2 separate regions of the Ovis aries genome follow, and region 1 is linked to region 2. A link is a contact called in public Hi-C data. All regions are on one chromosome and are shown on one strand. The core of a region is the stretch at or near the end of the contact, and the rest is flanking DNA. Distances in the headings are between cores, read along the strand shown.

Region 1 (4,779 bases), core at 171-2,670, 130 kb before region 2:
CACAGGGGCTGTGGAAGCTCAGTGGAGGCAATTTAACCCCACTCAAAGAGGATCAGGTGTGTCTCCAGAGATGATGCCTAATCTGGTAGCTGGCAGCACTTCCTCAGATGGACAGTAGAGGGAAAAGCCTTCCAGTCATTGGGAGTAGCAACTACACAGCACAAGCATAGAAGAGAGATTTAAGCAAACTCTATGTAATTAGGATTCCCACTGGCTGTAGTGTAGATTGAAATGGAGGCGTGAGAGATGGGGCTCTGCCAATTTACCTGCTTCATGACCTTGGGCAAGCCATATAACCAACCACTCAGACTGTGAACCATTCTCTGGGATAGCAAAAGATATGCAGTTTTATAAGCATCTATGGCACATTCTCTGTGAGTCAGGCACTGTATCAGGTTGGTGCTGGGCCTATGGAAATGTGTAAAAGCTACAAATCCCTACTCTCAGGAAGCACATGATCTCGTGGAAGACAGACACTGTGCAACGTGTCAAAGTTCTGGACAAAGCACCAGGGAGAAGGAGGCAAGAAATGTTGCTCGAAGAAGAGGTGATGAGGAGGTATTCTACCAAGTGGACAGAGGGGAAAAAAAATTTTTTTTAAGCAAAGGCAAGGAGGAAGGACAAGGCACTGATGTATTCACAGAACAGGTCATAAGGTAAGGTACAGGGTGCAGGAGAGACAAGGGGTGACTGAGACACCAGCCTGGGACACACGTGCCTAAACCCCTGTTGTCCATGACAGTGACAACAGATGTGCAAGCAAGACCCAGGCCCAAGCAGGTTCACAGGTCATCACACTTTACGAGGGGCCTCAAAGGCAAGCCCTCCAAGTAACATGGCCATCTGGTATCTAGTCTGGGCCCAGTTCCCCAGCATTCCAAAGAGACGAGCTTGAGGGTCCTGGGGGGAGAATAAGTATAGCCTTTCAGGTCACATATTGAGAAACTGAAGCCCCCAGGGGCAGGGTGACTTGCCCCAAACCCTGAGATTATACAGTCGCTTGCGACACCCAAGGGCCACAATGCGCCCTCTTTGGCTCCGAAGAAGCACCGAGACAATGAGACAAAGGAGTGGTCGATGTTGTACGGCCGATAAGCCAAGAGTTTGCAAACTCCGGAACCACACCTCCCGCCCTTCTCTCCAGCCAGTACCTTGCGGACGCCCTCTCCTCCTTCCCTTCCTCTTCCGGCTCCTCCCCTCCGGCCTGCCGGCCTCTTCCGGCTCCTCCTCTGGAGACACGCCCCTTCCGGTCTCTCCCCTAAAGAACGGCCCCCTTTCCGGTTTCTTCCTCCAGGAGTCCTTCTCTTCCGGTTTTCAGCTGAGGCTCCGCCCCCGTCTTTCCTCGCGTTACGGAAAGACTTGCTCTAGGTTGCCCGTCCCCGGAAGTGACGGTAAAGGCTCGCCCCCTCGGGAAGTGACAACAGAAGTGCCCTTGACCGGTGCGGAGGGACCCGCTGTGCATCCCTCCGCTCTCGCTGCAGGGAGGTAGGAGGCCCTTGGGGTGGCTCGAGGTGATGTCGCGGCTGAGGCACACTGCAGGCGTTTTCCTGTGCGGGCCGGCGGCCCAGCGGGCGGAGACCGTGGAGGGGGGAACCTGTCTTCCGAGGAGCCGGGGTCCCTGCTGACGTCCAGTTCCCCAGTTCCTTCTACACACACGTCCCTCCTTTTTAGTTCCCCCACATTCCTGCCCCCATGCCTCTTCGTTGCTCCCTGAATTGTGGTTCCTCTTTCCTGATCCTTTGACAACCCTCTCTTTGTCTTTAATTTTCCATTAAAATACTTTTAGGGAGAGTAATCGATAGAGTAAGAATTTCTCAGACCGCCTTGGGTTCCATTGTTGACTCTTATTTAATAATGTATTTTGGGCATGTCACAATTTACCTGAGCCTCGGAATCCTTTTGAGTGATAGCGTTATTGAAACATTCGCAACGTTGATCTAGGAAGACTAATGTACGTAAGATACCTGACTGTTAGGGGATGCTTTGTAAATATTGGTTCCTCCTCTTCTGTTGTAATTCCGTAAGATCCTGATTCATTGGTTGTCGACCCAGTTTTCTGGTACTGTTTGTTTTTGTTTTTTTTTTTAACCTGTGCTGGTTATTGATTCCTTCCCTTTGATTCTCATCCTTTACTCACCTCTACTCCAGAAATCTTATGGATTATTTTCCAGCGTTTTACTTCTGGTCCTGCGTCTTGAACCTCCCCCTCACCAACCACCACCACCACCACCACCACCGTACTCCCACATGCGTCTTTATTATTATTTCCTGATATGTTGACTGCCCCCACTGTCCCTGCCTCTTCCCCTCACAGATGGCTCAGCGACTTCTTCTGAGGAGGTTCCTGACCTCCATAATCTCTGGGAAGCCCTCTCAGAGTCGGTGGGCACCCGTTGCCTCCAGGGCCCTGCAGACCCCACAGTACAGTCCTGGTTACCTGACAGTAGCACCCAGCCAAGCCCGGTCTATATACACCACCAGAGTCTGTTCAACAACCTTTAACATCCAAGATGGACCTGACTTTCAAGACCGAGTTGTCAATAGTGAGACACCAGTGGTTGTGGATTTCCATGCACAGTGAGTCCTGGGGTTTCGCGAAAGCCTGGGGTATGGCTTGTTCAGGTATTTATTTATTGAGAGGCTTCTGTGTCTCAGTACTCCGTTTGATACTTCTCATAGATGGACTCGGGGTCACAAAAAGTCAGATACAACTAAGTGAATGAACAACAACATACTTAGACTCATTGCAAAGGCTGAGGAGACCCAATCCCTTCTCGCAAAGATTACGTGTAGTTTGATAGGAGACAGACTAGTAAACAGTCTTCAGAACTCACTCCGTATATCTATGGCTTATTTATGTTGATGTATGACACAAATCAATGCAATATTGTTAAACAATTATCTTTCAATTAAAAATAACTTTTAAAAACTCACTATGATTAGTGCTTGGAAGCACTTATATTCTGTATCTCACTGCCCAAGAGGCTCAGGTCGTTTTCAACTCAGGGAAAACATGCCTCTAGCATCATCTGCCCTTTGGTGTATACCAAATGTATACAGATCCCTGCAGAGAGTTAGTTTTATTTTAACCTCTTGCCATCCAGACTGGAAAGGGCTGGCAAAAAGTTTTCAGTGCCATTGCAGTGGTGCCCACACTTGCAGGCCATGGGCAGAGAGTTTCTTTCCAATGCTGTATGAGTTCGTTTTAGGGATATTTAAGTGCCTATGGTCTTCTGGTGGTTGGCCTGGCCTTCTTCATTTCTGGACCTTTGAGACCTGGCTCAATGTCTGACTCCAAAACAACTGGACAAACCCCTCAAAATAGGGCAGCCTGAAAGGAACCAGTGTAGCCTGAGTTAAAAGTTGGAAGGCCTTCTGGACAAACCACTGACAGATTCTTTTGGTTTTGTTCCTATTCTTTCTCTGACTCACCATGTACCTTGGGCAGGCCATGTGGTGGCCTTGTTCCTTCTTGTCTTCACTTGTGGTGGGAGATAAAGCCTTGCAGACTGGGTTTTTAGGTGTTGTGAGTTTATTTGTTGGAATCTCTGAATGCAAAGGGTTTTAAAGGCTGAGAATAAAACGGGAGTCACCAACCAAGGATTCATGGAAGGCAGAGCTATCCTGCCATCCTGGTCTGGTGAGTACACCAGAGAGAGCTTCCAAGATGGATGAAGAGTTGGCTGATGCCTCATCTTCTTCCCCACCAAGAAAGCAAGGGTTGAATTTGTTCATTGAGTGCCAGCCACTGTCCTTAGTGCCACATACTTAGGGATAACAGCCTAGGCTTACCACTTGGAGGGGAACATCTGTGTCCAGTGCAGTCATGGCGGTTGACCCAGGGCCTCAGGGATCACAGAGTAACCTGGGCCTCAAAGAGGACCCTTGGAACACAGTCTTGGATGCAGTCCCAGACCTTGCACAGTTCTGGGAACTTGTATGGGCCTCAGTTTCTTAGGAAGATTTTTTTTTTTTTTTCCTTTGCTAGGTTGACGGTTCTGAGTAGTAAAAACTGAAGAGGTCCTGGTGCTGTGACTGGCATGTCATGAAACTCCCTAGCCACTGGTTTCTGCTACCTTAGTTCTGAGGCTGTGAGGTGTTTGAAGTAACTCCGCAGCTTACAAAGCACATTTATCCACATCGTGTTAGTTAATTTGTCATCACAGCTTTGACAGCCACAGTCTCTTTCACATGAAGAAACTGAGGCTTCAGAATAATTAGCTGATTGGTGAGAAAGCCTGTCTTTGAACCTAAACGTTTTAACTTCAAATCCCATTTTCCTCTGTACAACAGTTTATTTCTTTTAGGTAGAGTGAAATTAGTGAAATAACTCTTCTAAGAATCTTAGGATGAGGCCCATGTTATTAGAAATCCAGGACCTGTGAAAATTCCCTGGTTACAGAGTCTCCTGTAATTAACCGGCATGTCAGCATTGCAGGTTAACATTCACACACTGTAGGGAGAGGTAACCAGGGGAGAGGGTCCAGCAGAGAGACGTAGGATGAGGGAAGGTCCCAGAGGACTATAGATCATTGGGCGAGCACTTTTGTGATGGGATGCTTCTTTCTTCCCTTCCAAGGTGGTGTGGTCCCTGCAAGATCCTGGGGCCCCGGTTAGAGAAGGTGGTGGCCAAGCAGCATGGAAAGGTGGTGATGGCCAAAGTGGATATCGATGATCACACAGACCTCGCCCTAGAGTATGAGGTATGGATCGGCAGGGGATTGCTACAGGGCAGCTGGTGGGGGTGCTTGGGGTCACGGGGTAGCTGGAAATGTCTTA
Region 2 (5,147 bases), core at 1,647-4,146:
GGTGGGTCTTCAGGAAGGTGTCGTGCACACGAGAGACAGTTCCTCCCTGGCTCTGGAGCAGTCCTCTGTTTATGTGCTGGTGGGCTACCAGAGGGGCATCGTGACAGGCAGCCCTGGGCCTGCCATCCCAACTCCAGAGCGCCTGCATAGAGGCTGCTTGGTCAGGGCCCCCAGAAGGAAAGTCAGCTCCTGAAATGAGGCTGCCTGCTTACAATGTGGTCACGCCTGTCAGTCTCATTTCTATAAAATGTCCTTTCTAGAAGAGGAATCTGTGGTTAATGAGTCCTTTTCAAGGATTCAGCTCTTGGCTTGCTTTTTTGTTTTGTTTTTGATTCAACCCAGCAGGCCGGCTTTGCTTTGCTTTGGGCCGACTGAAGTGGGAGAGAAGAAAGAAGTGACCTCTCGGAACCTGAAACTTTGCGGGTGGCCGAGAACTTGGCCCCATGTCTCTGTTACTTCACATCTTCCTCCCCGCAACATGCAAACAACAAAAACTCACCTGCACCGTCTCTAATGGCTAAGCTGCTTTGTGCTTTTAACCTCTCTGCTGCCTACAAGCTCGTTTTCCTTGTTTTCTCAAGTTCTTGGATGGAGACCCCAAGAGAGTGTGTCCCGGTATGTCAGGGCTGGACACTGGTGCACTTGGAGGAAAGGATTGCTTTCCTTTGCTTGCTTGATTTCTGGAATTTAGCTATCAGAGGAGAACAAGATAAATTCCTCCAACCTAAAGAGATAAGGGAGCTGAGAGTCTGCAGGCGTAAAACTCAGGATAACATCAGTGGCTTCTGTAAAATTCCTCTAGTCTTGACCAAGGCTAATGGCCCACTGTTGACCTTTGTAATAACTCCGTGCTTCTGGCAAACAGGTGGTGCTGACTGGGGCTTGGGGTGTCATTCCAACTGGACTTCCTGACTCTTATTGAAGAGCTGGTCTCTCCAACCCAAGATGGACTGCAGACACAATACGGCAGACCTCTAAGCTGAAAGCCAAGAACAGAAGCCATGTTCTGGGGGCAAATACTGGCCCCACAGTCCCCAGCCCATCTTTTATTTCATTTGCTTGTCCTTCTCAAGACGTTTCACCCCCTGGCTTCTACAGGGCGCATCTTCACGTGCCACTGCAGTTTGTCTCCTTAGCCCTGATGGTCCTGGTTCTCTAACTTGGACCGAACCCATCAATGGGACGTTCGCAAAGCCCGCTGCCTCCTGGGAGGGCTGTTTGTGCTCCAACTTGAAGCCAGGTTTGTCCTGAGCTTGCCTGGTGGTGTCCATCTCATTCCCTGTCTGTGTCCCATTGTCTTTCCCGCCTGTCCTCTCTGCTGCAGAGCTGTGACCCGTGGCTTAGTGCTCTCTGTCCAAGACTCCTCCCTGTCTTTCCTTTTCCATGAGGGGTTATTTCAGAGGGTGAAACTGGCCTCAGGGGTTGTTAGATCTCTCCAGATGTCCTCATGACCTTTGCTGTGGGCCGTCTATACCCACATGTGGCTTTTGAGTCTCCCTCCATCCTGGCAGACCCATGAGAGCTGCCTCAGCAGCAGCCCACTCTGAGAAGTTCTTGCTCCCAGCCCTGCCTGCCAGAAGCAGTGGTTTGGGCAGGTTTACCTGTGCACTAGGAGCTTACCTGTGTGAGCCACCGGATGCATTTTGACCAAGAGGGGGCTTATCTGGGGCCTCCTAACAGAATGAAAGAGCAGTCCCTTGAGTTTCTTCCTAATTGTCAGCGGTGCTGGTGGGGATGCCTTCCAGACCTCTGCCTCCTGTGCCTGGGGACTGGGGCCTCTGCAGAGTCCACACCCCGCCCCTACAGGGGGAGAGCGTGGGCAGAGGCACCGAGTGGGGTTGGTCCCCTGGCTTCTGGTTCAAGTGTCTGCTTGGTCTGGGCCCACCTTTGTTCCTGAAGAGAACACGGCTGGTGACACCGCCATGTGCTTGGGAGCCATCAGTGGGTTTTTCTCCCTGCTCACTGACTGCAGTGCGGTGCTGGTAGGTTCCCTTGGGTGCCATGACACAGGCCGCCAAGGCTTGGCAGCAACCCACTAACAGGAGGCATTATTTTGCCCCCTCTCTTCCTCACCTCTGTTTGCTTCCTATGCACTTAACCCAAGCTCATGACTTGGGCTGGCTTTGGAAAAAGTAGCAGACAGCTTGCAAGGCTGGCGTGACCCTTCATGAGTGGGAATAGCACGTCACGTGCAGCCCTGAGGCCCTGGCCTATGGGAGCAGTGTGGGGAAGAATCTGGAGGCCTGGCTTCTTGGCCCAGCTTATATGCTTTGACCAAGTCATTGGGTTTCTCAGGACTTAGTGTCCTGACTTCTAGATGCAGCTGATGGGACCACCTGTTGTCTAGAACCTTCCCAGCCCCCACGTGTGAGCTTAAACCCACAAGTCTCTCCACATTTTACACCTGGCAAAGTGCCTGGTGTTTTCGCCCACTGTGACCAAGTCTCAGGAGAAGTAACCTGCAGCTCTGGAATTTGTCCCCGCAGCTCGAGGCTTCTGTCCCAGGCAACACCGAGCAGGGGTCTGACAGTGGGCGACCTGGGGGTCTGTTGTGCAGTTTTAGCAAAAAAACAGCCGCCTTGGTGTGGACAGTCGCAGGCCCACTGGTTGTGCCATCTCTCACCCATTCAGGTGGGCTGTCGAAGCTGCAGTTGCCCTGTGAATTCATTTTTGCTTGGGCTGTATCCACATCTCAGTCCGTTCTAGAGAAAAACACGGTTGATCTGAAGACGGGTCCTGTAGGCAGAACCCTGTTCCAGGTGCCTCCAGAGAGCAGCCCTGCGGAAGGCCAGCAGGCGTTATCTGAGTGAGCGTCCGATGAGTCAGTCCTGGGCAGCCGCAGTGGGTGAACCAGACCTGTTCCCTTCCTCCCATACTTCCTGTCGGGGCTGATGTCACATCACGGCTGAGTGAGCCGCGTGGCCTTTTATGGACAAGAATCGGCAGCTCCTTTCTCAGAGGAAGTGAGTGAGAAGGCCCCTCACAAAAGCCTGTAAAGCCTGTACCTGGCCTGAAATACCTGTGGTTGGCGCTCCCCCCCGCCCCCCTTCACAACCTGCGACGGGGCCTCCTGAGCTGGCTGGAAACACCTGTCCATGTGGACATCAGAATCAGCTCCAAAAGGCCTCAGGGCATTTGGGGTTTAAAATAAAATCCAGGGAGGGAATGGCCTCATCACTGGATATGTAACTTAAAACCTTTCTCACTGTTGTGAGGAGGCCATGCATTTGGGAGAGCTGGAAGGTGCAGAGGGCTGGGGTCATTCCGGTCAGTCTCCAAACCCTGCCCTGTGTCTCAGGCTTTATTCATCCGCCTCATTTGATCCTTGGAGCGGCGCTGCCAGGGAACCCTGCCCTCCCATTGCCTGGAGGCTGAGGGGCTAGGCGTCCTGTGGGGACGTGCAGGACGAGGGTGCTGTCCCGGCTCTAGGGCACCCAGCCAGCGGCTTTCTTCTCTCCCCCGTGGCTCCAGACACATGGACCGGTAGTTGTAAAGTGTGTTCCCAGGAACCCTGTCTCCACCTCCCAGGCAGCTCTGGTTTTTGTCTCCTACTCTTCATATGGGGCACTCAGGAAGATTTTCCTGAGGAAAGGCTGCTGCTGCTTTTAAAATCTGTATTGAATTTGTTACAATATTGTTTCAACATTTTGGTTTTTTGCTATGTGAGATCCTAACTCCCTGACCAGGGACTGAACCAGAAGGCATTGGAAGGCAGAGTCTCAACCACTTGACCACCAGGGAAGTCCCTGCTGCAGCTTTTAAAAGAGTTGAAAATCACTGCAGAGATTCGTGTTCCTGTCTCTACCCTGTCCCTGCTGAGGAAGGATCAGGGCAGGAGAGGTTCAGGGGCCCTAAGTCAGACTACTGTCTTCATCCTGTGGGAGCCTGTTTCCCAGAACTGGATTTTCTCTGGTGGGTGCACTTCCCTGGTTCTGGGCTGTTGGATTCCTATCTGTCTGTCTCCTCTATAGTGGAGGAAGGAAGGGTGTTTTCAAATAAGACTTCATTCCACATAGGCTCAAATAAGGACTTGAGCAAACAATGGAGTGGGCTGGACTCTCAAGGGTCCGTGTCCCTAGAGAGGACCGTATGGGGAGAGCTTATGGGGTGTGTGTTAAGGAGGGTTCTGGCCGGAATGCACTGGGGCCCCAGCACAGTAAACCAAGCCAGGGGGAGAGTCACTGAGAATTCCCTCCACCCTCCCCCATCTCCTGCCTGACCCCTGGTGGCTCAGCAGTAAAGAATCTGTCTGCCAATGCAGGAGACCTGGGTTTGATCCTTGGCTCAGGAAGATCCCCTGGAGAAGGAAATGGCAACATATTCCAGTATTCTTGCCTGGAAAATCCCACGGACAGAGGAGCCTGGTGGGCTGTGGTCCATGGAGTTGCAAAGAGTTGGGCACGACTAAGCGACTAAACAAAAACAATAGCCCTACCCAGAAGAGATGCTTCTGAGTGCAGGAACAGAGCCAAATGCCGTGAGACAGGCTTGTGCAGACCAGGGGCGGTGCCTGCCTCACGAGCCTCCTAAGAGGTGCCGACGCAACCTTCTATAAAAAGAGAAATTGACAGGTTCTGGGGGATGTGGGCAGGTGGATTTAGGGATGCCGAGTGGTTGGGGCCTTCCCTGGTGGCTCAGACGGTGAAGCATCTGTCTACAATGAGGGAGACCGGGGTTCGATCCCTGGGTCGGGAAGATCCCCTGGAGAAGGAAATGGCAACCCACTCCAGTACTATTGCCTGGAAAATCCCATGGACAGAGGAGCCTGGTAGGCTACAGTCCATGGGGTCGCAAAGAGTCGGACACGACTGAGCGACTTCACTTTCAAAAAAGTGGTTGGGGCAAGAGTTGAGGAAATCAGAAACGCCTCCTGTCAGGCTTCCTCTGCAAAACTATTTGCCTCAGCAAATGTTCTGGCGAAGCAAATTAAGGTTTCTTTAAAGTGTAAAATTCAAGGGTTAGAGGGTTTCCTTTTAGGCTGTGTTGACAGTGGTACCTTGGCTTCAGGAGCTGGAGGTGAAAAGTCAGAGCAGGGAGAGCTGGAGATGGAGTGGGTGAAGCTTACATGAAGCGTTTGGTTCTGGAAGTGGGATGTGAAGTGTGTGCAGGCCTCTGTGTAAGTGTATCTGTGTGTGTGCACCCACAGG

Evidence for each region. Hi-C and Micro-C count contacts between places; a contact is called where the count stands out from the background.
Region 1: a contact with region 2 is called in a Hi-C map of blood, with 3 times the contacts expected there. The contact joins the promoter of TXN2 here to the enhancer-like site in region 2. A contact is called at or near these places in 6 of 16 Hi-C or Micro-C datasets (blood, omental adipose tissue and tail adipose tissue).

The regions. Positions count from the first base shown.
Region 1 is chr3:180,537,050-180,541,828 of ARS-UI_Ramb_v3.0, reverse strand. It overlaps TXN2 (thioredoxin 2), which reads left to right and starts at 1,420. Exons shown (of 4, transcript XM_004006719.5): 1 at 1,420-1,485; 2 at 2,315-2,577; 3 at 4,580-4,703. The coding sequence starts at 2,315. LOC105610956 (a long non-coding RNA gene) reads right to left here and starts at 1,231. Exons shown (of 3, transcript XR_001434419.4): 1 at 1,152-1,231.
Region 2 is chr3:180,403,765-180,408,911 of ARS-UI_Ramb_v3.0, reverse strand. All of the region lies in intron 3 of MYH9 (myosin heavy chain 9), which reads left to right. Among named protein-coding and RNA genes, the nearest start is that of MYH9, 43 kb to the left of the region's middle. Within about 2 kb of position 2,896, at least 30 of the 54 cell types and tissues checked have an H3K27ac peak or open chromatin away from gene starts, as enhancers often do.